Linked DNA regions of Gossypium hirsutum: region 2 is linked to region 1. The links are chromatin contacts, called in public Hi-C maps. All regions are on one chromosome and are shown on one strand. The core of a region is the stretch at or near the end of the contact, and the rest is flanking DNA. Distances in the headings are between cores, read along the strand shown.

Region 1 (5,559 bases), core at 1,406-3,905:
TAGTGTCGTATTATCTGGCTTAGTACAGATATCATACAATCGATCATACATTTAGGGGTCCAGGTAATGCTTACCGACCCTACAGTAGGTCACAGTCGACTTGGGCGACCCGTGCAACCTTACAGAATTCTTTCAGAAAAATAGGCTTACACACCCCTGTGGCTTGCCCGTATGGGCCCACACGGCCCAAATTGGCCTTGGCCATGTGGATCACACGGCCTGGCCTAAAAATCCCACACGCCCGTGTGGCCCACACGGCTCACTTAATTGGGCCCGTGTCTGGCACACGGCCTCTTAGCCCATCACACGGTCATGTCATGCGCCTGTGTCACGTGCGTATGGCCTAGTCTGTTGACCACACGGCTGTGTACTACCACACGGCCTCCCACACGGGCTACCACACGCCTGTGTGGCGTCTACAATTTCATTTTTCGGCTTTCGTCGATTCTCATTTTATGTGTAATTGAGTACACACCTAGTTCTACTTTGCTGATATTGCAATCTCAACACCTCCGAAACCTATAATTAACCAATAATTCATCAATTTAGCCATTTAAAACGATTCTTAAACGAAAACACAGAGAGACGGCCAACTCCTAAACCAACGAAAATTGTTACCTTCACTTGAACAAAGGAGTTTCGCACACTTAGCTCGTCGATTCCAGACCATTGGCCTCTTGAATATCTTCTAACACCAGACGAAACCCTTAGCATAACGATACATCAACCCCCCCCAAAAAAATAAAAATTACAGAAGAACAATGCTTCTCTTATCGACGAATAGCAAAATTGAAAATCATAGTAGCAAAGAGGAAATAGAAAAAGATGGCGGCAAGAAGAAGAAACTAATGGAAACAAAAATATGGAAAGCCGAAAAATTGGTAGTGAAAAGCAGAGAAAAACGTCAGAGGGAGAAGAAGATTTTTGAGAAAACTCCAAGACTGATTGAGTATCCCCTAATTCTCTCCAGTATCCCATTACCCAACAACCTCTCAGAATTTCAATTCTAATCGAACTCCCCTAGACGTCACACGCCCAGAGCAAAAAGAATTACTCTCTCGCTCACATGGGTATTCAAACACAAGACCTTCAGTAATCAGTCACACCACTTAACTACTAGACTAGCAGACCCATTCTAATATGAAATTACAAATAGTTTAATATAAGCTTGCTGCCTAGAAGTTAAGGCTTAATTTAGGAAAAAGCCAAAATTTTTCAAATGCAAGGCTTGAACTTGGGACCTCACACACACACTCAGAACACTTAACCACTAAAGCAAATACACAATAGAAACTCATAGAAACAAATTTATCAAATTTGGGGCATTACATTTACCTTGAGCAATACTCTTCCTCATATAAATACAAAGTTAAACTTTAGATTTTAGTACCCAAAGTTTCTTGGCACTATTGAGAATGCAAGATTATTGGCTAATGTTAATCTTAAAATCTAAACAACATAATGTTATTGAGAAATATTACATTATCTAGGAATGTAAGATTCCTTGAATCAAATGCCCCTAATAGTATAAAGCATTTTGTGATTATTGTGTTGATGGTAATCTCAATTCCTTAAAAAAATATTATTTATAATATATATTTTAATAAATTTATTAAAAATATTAGAATAAAATTAATAATGAAAATTTTTATAAAAATATTTAATTAAAATTTAATTATTTTGTTCTTAGTATTCAATTCAAATTAAGGTTTGATTGAATCTCATATTCAAATTTTTCGAGTTTAATTCCTTTTCAATTTGATTTTTTCAAATTTAATTTTTTTATCAAATCATATTTAAATGAATTCAACGTGTTGAAATTGGATCAGTCATGCCACCAATTCCTGATGTAATTAATTTGATTGATCAAGTTTCAATTAAATAAATTATTAAAAATAATAAATAAAAATATTAAAAATTATAAAACTCGATTCAATCATCGGTTTAATCAATTTTTTTATCCTAATTCAATTGGTTTATATTGGTTCACAAATTAACAAGTTCTCTCCCTTATTTCAAACGAATGTATTGACTAATACCCAACTCGATCGATTTGATCTGCTTCTACTCAGATTCAACAACTATGGAATTCAAGTATAAAGTTTTTGGAATGGTTAAAGTACCGAGGAGGTCTCTATATTATAAGGATTGGATAAAATTAGTCCCTCTATTATTAAATGGATTTATTTAGCCCCTATGCTATTAAAAAAGAATCAAATAAATCCAAATTGCAATAGAGTTAACATTTACAATATAAAAAGTATCTTGAAAAATATTATTTTCAATTGCAGTTCAATTCCAAATAAAAGATTTCATTTATAGAATCATAAAAACTTTAAAAATATTAATTTTATTAAACGGTAAATGGTATTTTTTAGGAAGTAATGTTAACTCTATTCCAATTTTGTCTTATTTCATTCTTTTGAATAATATAAGGATTAAATTGATCCATTTAATATTTTAGGGACTAATTTGATCAGGCCCCTATAATAGAGTGACCTCTCAGGAAATTCACCTTTTTAGAATTGGGTTTTAGAATTTGGATTCATTTGGCACTCCAGCGAAGAGTCGAAGACCAGGTCGTGGTATAAAGTCTTTTCATTATTGTATACACAGCAAGTAAAATAAATAATAATAATAAAAGGAAAAAAGAGAAAAGGAAAAGGAGTGCAACAAATAGTCGTCAAAATCGATGATCCGACTCGTTTGGCGAAAAATCGCCACGCGAGCGAAATGTGCAATCCCAATCTCTCCTTGTCTATCTGTCTGTGTAACCATCTTTGCTGGCCTTTTTTCCCAACTTTTTTGGCTTTAAACTTTTTGGAGAGAGATTCTAATCTCCCCTGCTCTGCTCGGACATCGATCTTTTGGCCATTTTACCCTTTCCCCTGCTACTCTGGACACTTTCTCTCTTCCTCTTTCATTTCCCTTTTTTTTCCAGGTATTTTTTTAAAAAGAACTCTTTTATCTTTCTCCAAAAAGAATGATAATAATGTGAAAAATTGTTATTGACTTCAGAGTTGCCGAGGGACAAATGTTATAGCAGTAAAAGACATAGGTAGATAGATAGATAAATTATTATAGATAGAGATCAGGTTCTGGTTTCAAGAAATGTACAGAGCTCCATTCCCGGCTCAGCTCTCTGTTTTCGACCGCCGTGTCATCGACAACAATGCCACTGACGTTCGAGTCTATCAAGTTTGGAAAGGAAGCAATGTAATTTACTACTTTCCCAATTTTTTTTTTTACTTTTAATATGTTTTCTTGCAGTTAAACAATTTAATAATCTTTCTCCCTAGAAATTTTTCCTTGGAGGTAGAGTGATATTCGGTCCCGATGTAAGGTCAATCTTCCTTACGATATCTCTGATTGTGATCCCGGTCTTATTATTTTGCGCTTTCGTTTCTCGAAGAATCATTTACGCATTTGACAAACATCTTGGCAAACTCATTATATTTATTCTAATTCTCCTAACCGTATATGTAAGTTCTCCTCTTCCATAAAGCCAATCAAATCTCTATTCGCTTTCCGGGTTTGTTTTGTAATTAACATTGTTTTGGGTGTGAAACTAGTTCAGGATCTTATTCTCCTGCTCCTCACTTCCGGGAGAGATCCTGGCATTATTCCACGAAACTCCCATCCTCCAGAACTGGAGGAAGATGGTTCCACTATGTCTACGGATTGGCTAGGGAGTCAGAGCAGTGCTGGTGTTCCTAATTTACCACCTACCAAAGATGTTGTGGTTAATGGGGTGATTGTCAAGGTTAAATACTGCCAAACTTGCATGCTATACCGTCCACCACGTTGCTCACATTGCTCTATATGCAATAATTGTGTGGAGCGTTTCGATCACCATTGCCCCTGGGTAGGGCAGTGTATTGGGAAGGTATGTTATGCTTCTGTTTTAATTTTTCAGTTCATGAAAAACGTGGGTTAATTTAATCATTGTTGAACCAAATGAGAAATGATGCTTTGTGATTGAATATGATGCTTATAGAACTTTACAGTTCAACTTTATAAGAATCAATTTAAGAGGAAGGATTTAAGATATGTTTCTCTATTTATTTATTTATTTTGTATAAGAGAAAGGGTAGAGTCTTTCAAATGGAGTCTACAGATTGAATTATTGAATGTCTACAAGACTATTGTCATTGTGAAGTGAGATCTTGGTCCTTTAAATTGAAAACATTGCCCTATGGCTTGCCTAGACTATAAAAGTGTCCTGCTTCTCTGATTCATCTTACTTTTTTACCTGTAATTATGACATCGATGTGATTATTAGGTGATTTCTCATGTGCTTTGTTGGATTTCATTGTGGGAACTTTTTAATCCTCAAGGGTTGACATGTAAAATTGTTTCTTGACAGAGAAATTATAGATTCTTCTTCATGTTCGTGTCTTCGACAACCATACTATGCCTATACGTTTTTGTCTTTAGCTGGGTAACCATTAAGAAATAATGGCTGAATACGATTGTAATCTCTGGAGTGCATTCTTGAAGTCCCCTGTTTCAGGGATTCTTATACTATATACATTTATGACTGCCTGGTTTGTTGGAGGCCTCACCGTGTTTCACCTCTATTTGATTTGTACCAACCAGGTTGTGATCCCTTCTTTTCCTTCATTTCTTCCATTATTGTCTGTCCTCTTTCTCTGTCTTTGCTTATTTTATGTTTTTGCAGACAACATATGAGAATTTTCGGTATCGTTATGATTCGAAAAGGAATCCTTATAACCGTGGTTGTGTTCACAACGTTTCTGAGGTATTCTTGTCCAAAATTCCAAAGTCTAAAAGTAACTTCAGGGAAATGGTCAAGGTGGACTCATCTTCTCTCTTTGGTAGCACAATGTCATTGGCACGACCCATGAGCCCAAATATAGGAAAAAAAAGCTTTGACATTGAGACAGGAAAGCGGCAAGCTGTTGTTGCCGAGGATTTTGAAGATATACACAGCCAGATTGATAGCGTTGGTGGATTGGAAAGATGTGGAACACAACCAAGGCACATAATCCAGTGTGAAAATTCCAATTGGGAGATCTCACCCGATATAAGTGTGATGTCTGCTGAGTTTGCAATGGAACAAGGTTTCAAGGATAGGGAGAAAGTTTGTAAAAAAGGCCACTAAAGCTGGTTTCACCTAAATTATAGTGAGAAAAGCATATTAACAAACTTAGAAGTACTTGAAATTTGCCAACCCAATTGGTTGAAATTGGCAACTGAACTATGTCACTAAGATAGTAATCATTAGGATGTTGGTTTTTAGGCTTTTATTTGTCTTTGCAAGGAAGGAAGGTTCTGGTCTTGGTTAAGGTATGCAGGGTTCTTGTGATAAATCTTATTGCTTTGATAGTTGCTTGGGGTAAGTTTTGTGCTATAATGTGTTGGTTCGTGAGGAAATGAGTGGGTGTTTGTAATTGATTTGATATGTATGTGAAGGACAAATTAAATATCAATGGTAGAAAGGTTTCATATACTGTAGAAATACCTTGGGTCCTTTTCCTACTTTTCGTCGATATTTTAGGGCATAAACTTGCTTAAAACTCTTATGGTGTTGATGCC
Region 2 (5,559 bases), core at 2,057-4,556, 210 kb after region 1:
GCCATTAACGATTTTGAACACCATCCCGATGTTATTAAAATTTTAATATCATATAATAATATTAACTATGTTTACAAAATTTATAGACATATTACATAATCATAAATATTACATATAATATAGAATTTTATTTATGTTATATAAAATATTTCTATTATAATAAAATATTTATATAGGATTTCCACTTTTTATTTGGATTGTTTTATCATTAAGTAAAAGTAAAATTAATTATCACATCTTATTCAATATGACTAATTTGACCTTATCTGGATTAGGAATAATTTGAGCTTGAAATTATCCAAATCCGAAAGGGACCAAGCTTGAGAAATTTTGAGCCCGAAAAAACCTGAACTCGAGAAGGTCCTAGCCTAAGTTGATTTAAGCTTGAAATAATATGAAGACAAATCAACAATATATATGCAATGAAATAGAAAAAAAAAGTAATAATTTAAGTTCATGTGTTTATTAAAACTTGGACTAACTTTTCAATTTTCGTAAAATACAAGACCAAAATTTGACAAATTAAAGTAAAATGGCTAACATCTTAATTTTCCTAAAGTAGAGAGAGAATTTAGAAATGATGAAATTGAAATTGCACATAAATTTTGATTTAACATACAGTTTAATACATTAATTTTAATTTGGTACAATTATATACATAAAATTTTTCATGATTCAAATGTATACTTCAATTTATTTTAATGTAATTATTTGTACGTACTACATATAAATATAATTTATTTTTTATCAATTTGTCTAAGCTCTATATACATATTGTTGTTAGTTGTGTCGAAAAACACGCCAAATATATTCAAAAAATACCCAATTTTAATTAAAATGAAAGTTAAATGACTTGATATGGCTCAAAACTGAAATTTGATCCTATTTTCCGCCATGAGTATAGCTGATTTTTTTTTTTTAGTTCTAATTTTAGTATTTAACATTTGAGTTAATGATGATATTCAGATAATGATGACAGAGAGACTTTACAAGATATAACCAACACTACTATTCTTAATGCCGAGGTCATACAGCCTAAATCTCCAGAACATATCTATAAGCTTTGGACAACCATATTTGCTAAGCATTTTATGATGGCAGATAAAATTCAGTGCTACGTCGATTGTGTTGCGCTGGTAGATTCCGACACTATCCCCCTCATCTTATTTTTTTTCCTTATTTATTTTTCATTGACATTGCCCATGCATTCTGGCTGATTTGTTCTATAAATTGACCATCTTCATACTTAGATTTTGTTAGGTTAATTTGCTTGATGGCCGCGCAAGTGTTGATTCAGCTTAGACAAATTTTGTCAGGTACAATATGCAAAGCATGAGTGTTTAATGAATACATGATATCAGAACTGTTTTATATTCAGGTCCAAAACCTTCTTTGTCGTTGTCAGGGTCTTGAAAAGAATTGAACTGTCTTACTTCAAGGTGTGAAGCTTGAATATGCACTTCTAGTCATGTAAATATTTCTATTCAATCAGCTTCCAATGATCATGTATGACTAGTATTCGGAGGATTGGAGAACGTTTAATGAATTTAAAACAGTTCTCCCTCCTAAGAGAGTGTCATATGTATCAGCTTCCAATGATCATGTATGACTAGTATTCGTAGGATTGGAGAACGTTTAATGAATTTAAAACAGTTCTTCCTCCTAAGAGAGTATCATATGTATGTATATATAGCTGATATTCTCATTGGGCAGATGAGGAGCCAAGCCAAGTTGAATTTCCTAAGTTTTGAAACCATTTTCTATTGCCTTCCCTAGCTCAAAGACATTTGAGTACAAAAATGTACCACAAATGATTTGATTGGTGTTAATCAATAACATCACCAATCTTTGCATTTGTTTTATTTGTTGGAGGGGCAGCTTTATCATAGAGATACGGGCAATCTCGTTTCTAACACCCCAATAAGTGGGGTAAGTAGGATGGATCAACCGTGTCTCAACAATGAGCACTCCAAAGAAGGATCTCGGCAAGGTGGGAAAAAAAACCCCAAGATGTAAACACCTTGAAATTGGATGGGAAAATGTTTCATAAGTGTTCTAAAGTTATAACCTGAACTTATTTAGCATTCATCCCGACAAACCAATAATATCACCAATGAGAAAATCAAAGTGAACAACAGCTTTCTTATTGCATTTAACTTTTTCAACTTTAAGCTGATGATAGTCATAACATAAACAAGAAGCAAAAGAGAATTAAACTCGATTTCACAATGAAATATGTCCAATACTAATAAGTACTACCGCAATCTCAAAGGACTGATCATGACACAAAACCAAGCCAAGAATCAAGCCCAATGGTTACTTTTTAAAAAGTATTAACTTCCTAGAAATATATATATTCAATCATTCACTCACAATAAACAAAGGCCCTAATTCATGCCCTGGTCAGGAACAGTAACAAGCTCATATTCAACTAAAGAAAGATTATTATCTTCTTTAACTGCGAATTTAGCAGGTTCGGTTACCTCGATCCGTCCCCATTTGTCAACTGCTAACCTCATTGTTGTTCGCTTGAACATAACAATCTTAGCATTACGTAAAATCACGGTTGCACCTTTTGTCATAAGATCAACTGCATCACCAACATCAAAATCATGATATTACATAGGTACTTGTTTAATTCAATTAAGTCTTGCAGTCAGAATTCTTTCCTTCCAAATAATACTCTGTTCTAGACTACTAAAATAGTCCCCAAAATAGAAATAGAAAAGACAAAACGTCTATACAAGTACAACCAACTTGGTTTATTATGAAATATAGGCTGACCCAATAAAACGCTGAGCAAATAAAATCGATCTAAATACAGAGGCTATAAATTTCTATGAAACTAGTGTATACATATAGATAGAGAAAAATAAATACCTTGTTCGTTGCGTGCGGTGAAGATGATGGTGCCAGTCTCGTCCCCAACGACGCACTCAGCGATCCGGGCCGGAGGTACAGGTCGAGAAAGGAGAGCACGGGACCTGTTGGGCCTGGCGGAAGTCTTGACTGGGGTCATCTCCACCACTTTGACGATCAAAGTGTGCCCGCTCGTACCGGGCTTCAAATCCTCCACTTTCACGAACACCGGCTTTCTCTTCGCGTTCGCCTGTCCCGTCGCAGTCGCCATTCCTCAAATCCAAGATTTGGCTTTGTCTAAAAGCTTATCCTCCAAACCGCAAATGCAAACCCTAGGAATATCTCTAACGGTTTTTATGGGAGGGCAGAATGGGCATAAACAATTAGAGAAGATTTAGGGTTTCTAAGAAATTTGGGAATTTGGGTGACCCGTGTATATCTTTCGTTTCGAATGGAGGATCATTAATAGTGGTGGGAGGTTTATTTGAATTTTACACGTGTTTGAATTGTATTGGTGCTTAAGGTCAACGATGGCGGGAAGACCGAGACTTTTCCCCTTCTCCAAGGGGTTTCAGTCATTACTGTACCCAAGTAACTACTTACTCGTTAAGTTAGTTTTTCCTTTTATTTTTTTTATAATTAATAAATACTTACCCAAGTAACTTCTTACTCGTTAAGTTAGTTTTTCCTTTTAGTTTTTTATAATTAATAAATACTTTTATTCCTTGAGAATTTAAATTATTAATTTCAAAATAAGAAATTGAAAACAATGTTAACGTGAATTTTCTTTTTAAAATTTTGAAAGCTTATATATATATATTTTAAAAAACTTTAACTATATTAATTTATAACGAGACAAATTAATTCATCAAAATAAATACATTTTTAAAAAATAAAATGCTATACATGAATAATAAATTTATCCATTTTATAAATTAATTGTTTGTGTTACTTGCATTTTAATACTCTCGAATTCATATCCTCTTATATTGATAATAATATCGAAAACAATTAAACTAATAATAAATCGACAACATGTATTTATATTTATACGTTGAATGGATTGTACTCAGTAAAACTTGCTAGCAATTTATTGATTTTCTTTTTCCTTTTTGGATGATAAGCACAACATATTCTACAAATATATTCTTAATATTCATGGAAATTTAACTTCTTGAAAGGCAGAGGATATGAAGGAAAGAATCATCCATCAATCCTTTCATTGTCTTACACACATTCACACTCGCACTCACACACAACAAACAACATCAACATGCATCATCATCACCATCACCATCACCATAAGAGTGTACTTTTTTCTTTTTTCCCTTTTCCCTTTTCCTTTTATTTGTAACAATCTTTATTAAAGGAAGAAACCATTCAAAATCGTCACCCTTCACATGTCATGATGATGCTTCAGTTATGTATGGAAGCCTTGAAGGCATGGACGGTCCTATCCTTGATAACATTGAAAATCAACAACATATCATCAACGATGACGTTGCAGACAATTCAAGTAGTCATTTTTATAAAGCTGGGTCAACTTTTTACATACAAACAGTTTTATGGTAGGCTGCAACAATCACTATAGCTATAAAGAGGATAAAAAACGTGGCATGGTATACACATATTTAGCTATTCATTTTCTCATTAATTCGGTACTCATCGGAAGAAATATATCACCGGAACCTTACAACGATGCAAGATATGTCATCTTTGCTCTTCTTAGAAACTGCTGCCTCAATCAAGTGCTTTGCTGCTGATTGAGCATCCTTGATGTTTTTTATGGCGTCCACTGCTTCTTGGTTTGACATAACCTGCAACGAGATCCGCTAAACATGAGAAACTTTGAATCTCGATTGAATTAATATTTGCATGAGAAACTAGAATTGCAAAAGTAATAACCTTCCATATCCCATCACTGGCCAGAATAATGAACTCTGTGTCATCATCAATAGTCACCACTTTCACGTCGGGGTCGGAGCTAAGGTGTAACTTTAAACTCTTATCGCCAAACGCCCTTGCTACAGCCAGTTGCCCGTCAACCCGTGGAACATCCCCTGTGAGGATCAGATAATATATGTCAGTTCCAATTTCCAGATACCAGATACCAGATAATGGAGTTGCAGAATTGCTAGTATTTGTTCTAGTTAGTATTACCTGGAAGGTTTGATACAAAGCCACCGCGGCTCTCAATCAATCTCTTCTCTGTGCTTGGTTCGTGATCAACGGATAGTTGTTCTGCCACACCGTTCTTGCACATAACTGCCCGAGAATCTCCTACATTCCCCACTACCAGTTTCTGACTGTTGATAAGTATGGCCGTCACGGCCGTTGAGCCTCCTCTGCCTAGAACCTTTGCTTTATCCAGTATTTCTGCATCAGTGGAGCGATAAGCTCTTCTTATTGCATCCTCCATGTTGGTCCAAAAATCATGCTGCATACAAATGTTTCATAAGAGATCCTGTAAGTGTGTGCATATATATATATCTATATATAAGGGAAGTGACAGAATCATATGTTGATTCTTACACTAAACTCTTACCTGTTTCAAGATGTTATCAAACAGATGACTCTGCAAGTACTTTGCAACATCATGGCCCAAATGTCCATCAAAGATTGCAAATAAACCTAACTCACTATCGTCTTTTTTCTTGAAGTCAGAAACAACATAATCTTCCATGTCATGATTTGATTTTC

The links. Hi-C and Micro-C count contacts between places; a contact is called where the count stands out from the background.
Region 2: a Hi-C map of leaf shows a contact between it and region 1, with 2.6 times the contacts expected there. The contact joins the promoter of LOC107898976 here to the promoter of LOC107898979 in region 1. A contact is called at or near these places in 2 of 34 Hi-C or Micro-C datasets (both in leaf).

What each region holds. Positions count from the first base shown.
Region 1 is chrA04:81,210,233-81,215,791 of Gossypium_hirsutum_v2.1, forward strand. It overlaps LOC107898979 (probable protein S-acyltransferase 6), which reads left to right and starts at 2,656. Exons shown (of 7, transcript XM_016824559.2): 1 at 2,656-2,941; 2 at 3,019-3,216; 3 at 3,300-3,482; 4 at 3,578-3,886; 5 at 4,367-4,451; 6 at 4,454-4,599; 7 at 4,682-5,482. The coding sequence starts at 3,112. The coding sequence ends at 5,125.
Region 2 is chrA04:81,416,108-81,421,666 of Gossypium_hirsutum_v2.1, forward strand. It overlaps LOC107898976, which reads right to left and starts at 3,307. Exons shown (of 2, transcript XM_016824553.2): 1 at 2,881-3,307; 2 at 2,129-2,590. The coding sequence starts at 3,130. The coding sequence ends at 2,388. LOC107937296 (probable protein phosphatase 2C 58) reads right to left here. Exons shown (of 5, transcript XM_041111507.1): 2 at 5,405-5,559; 3 at 5,020-5,296; 4 at 4,765-4,919; 5 at 3,923-4,676. The coding sequence ends at 4,539. It overlaps LOC121228205, which reads right to left and starts at 116. Exons shown (of 3, transcript XM_041111510.1): 1 at 1-116. It overlaps LOC121228206 (a long non-coding RNA gene), which reads left to right and starts at 957. Exons shown (of 3, transcript XR_005925766.1): 1 at 957-1,136; 2 at 1,251-1,316; 3 at 1,406-1,488.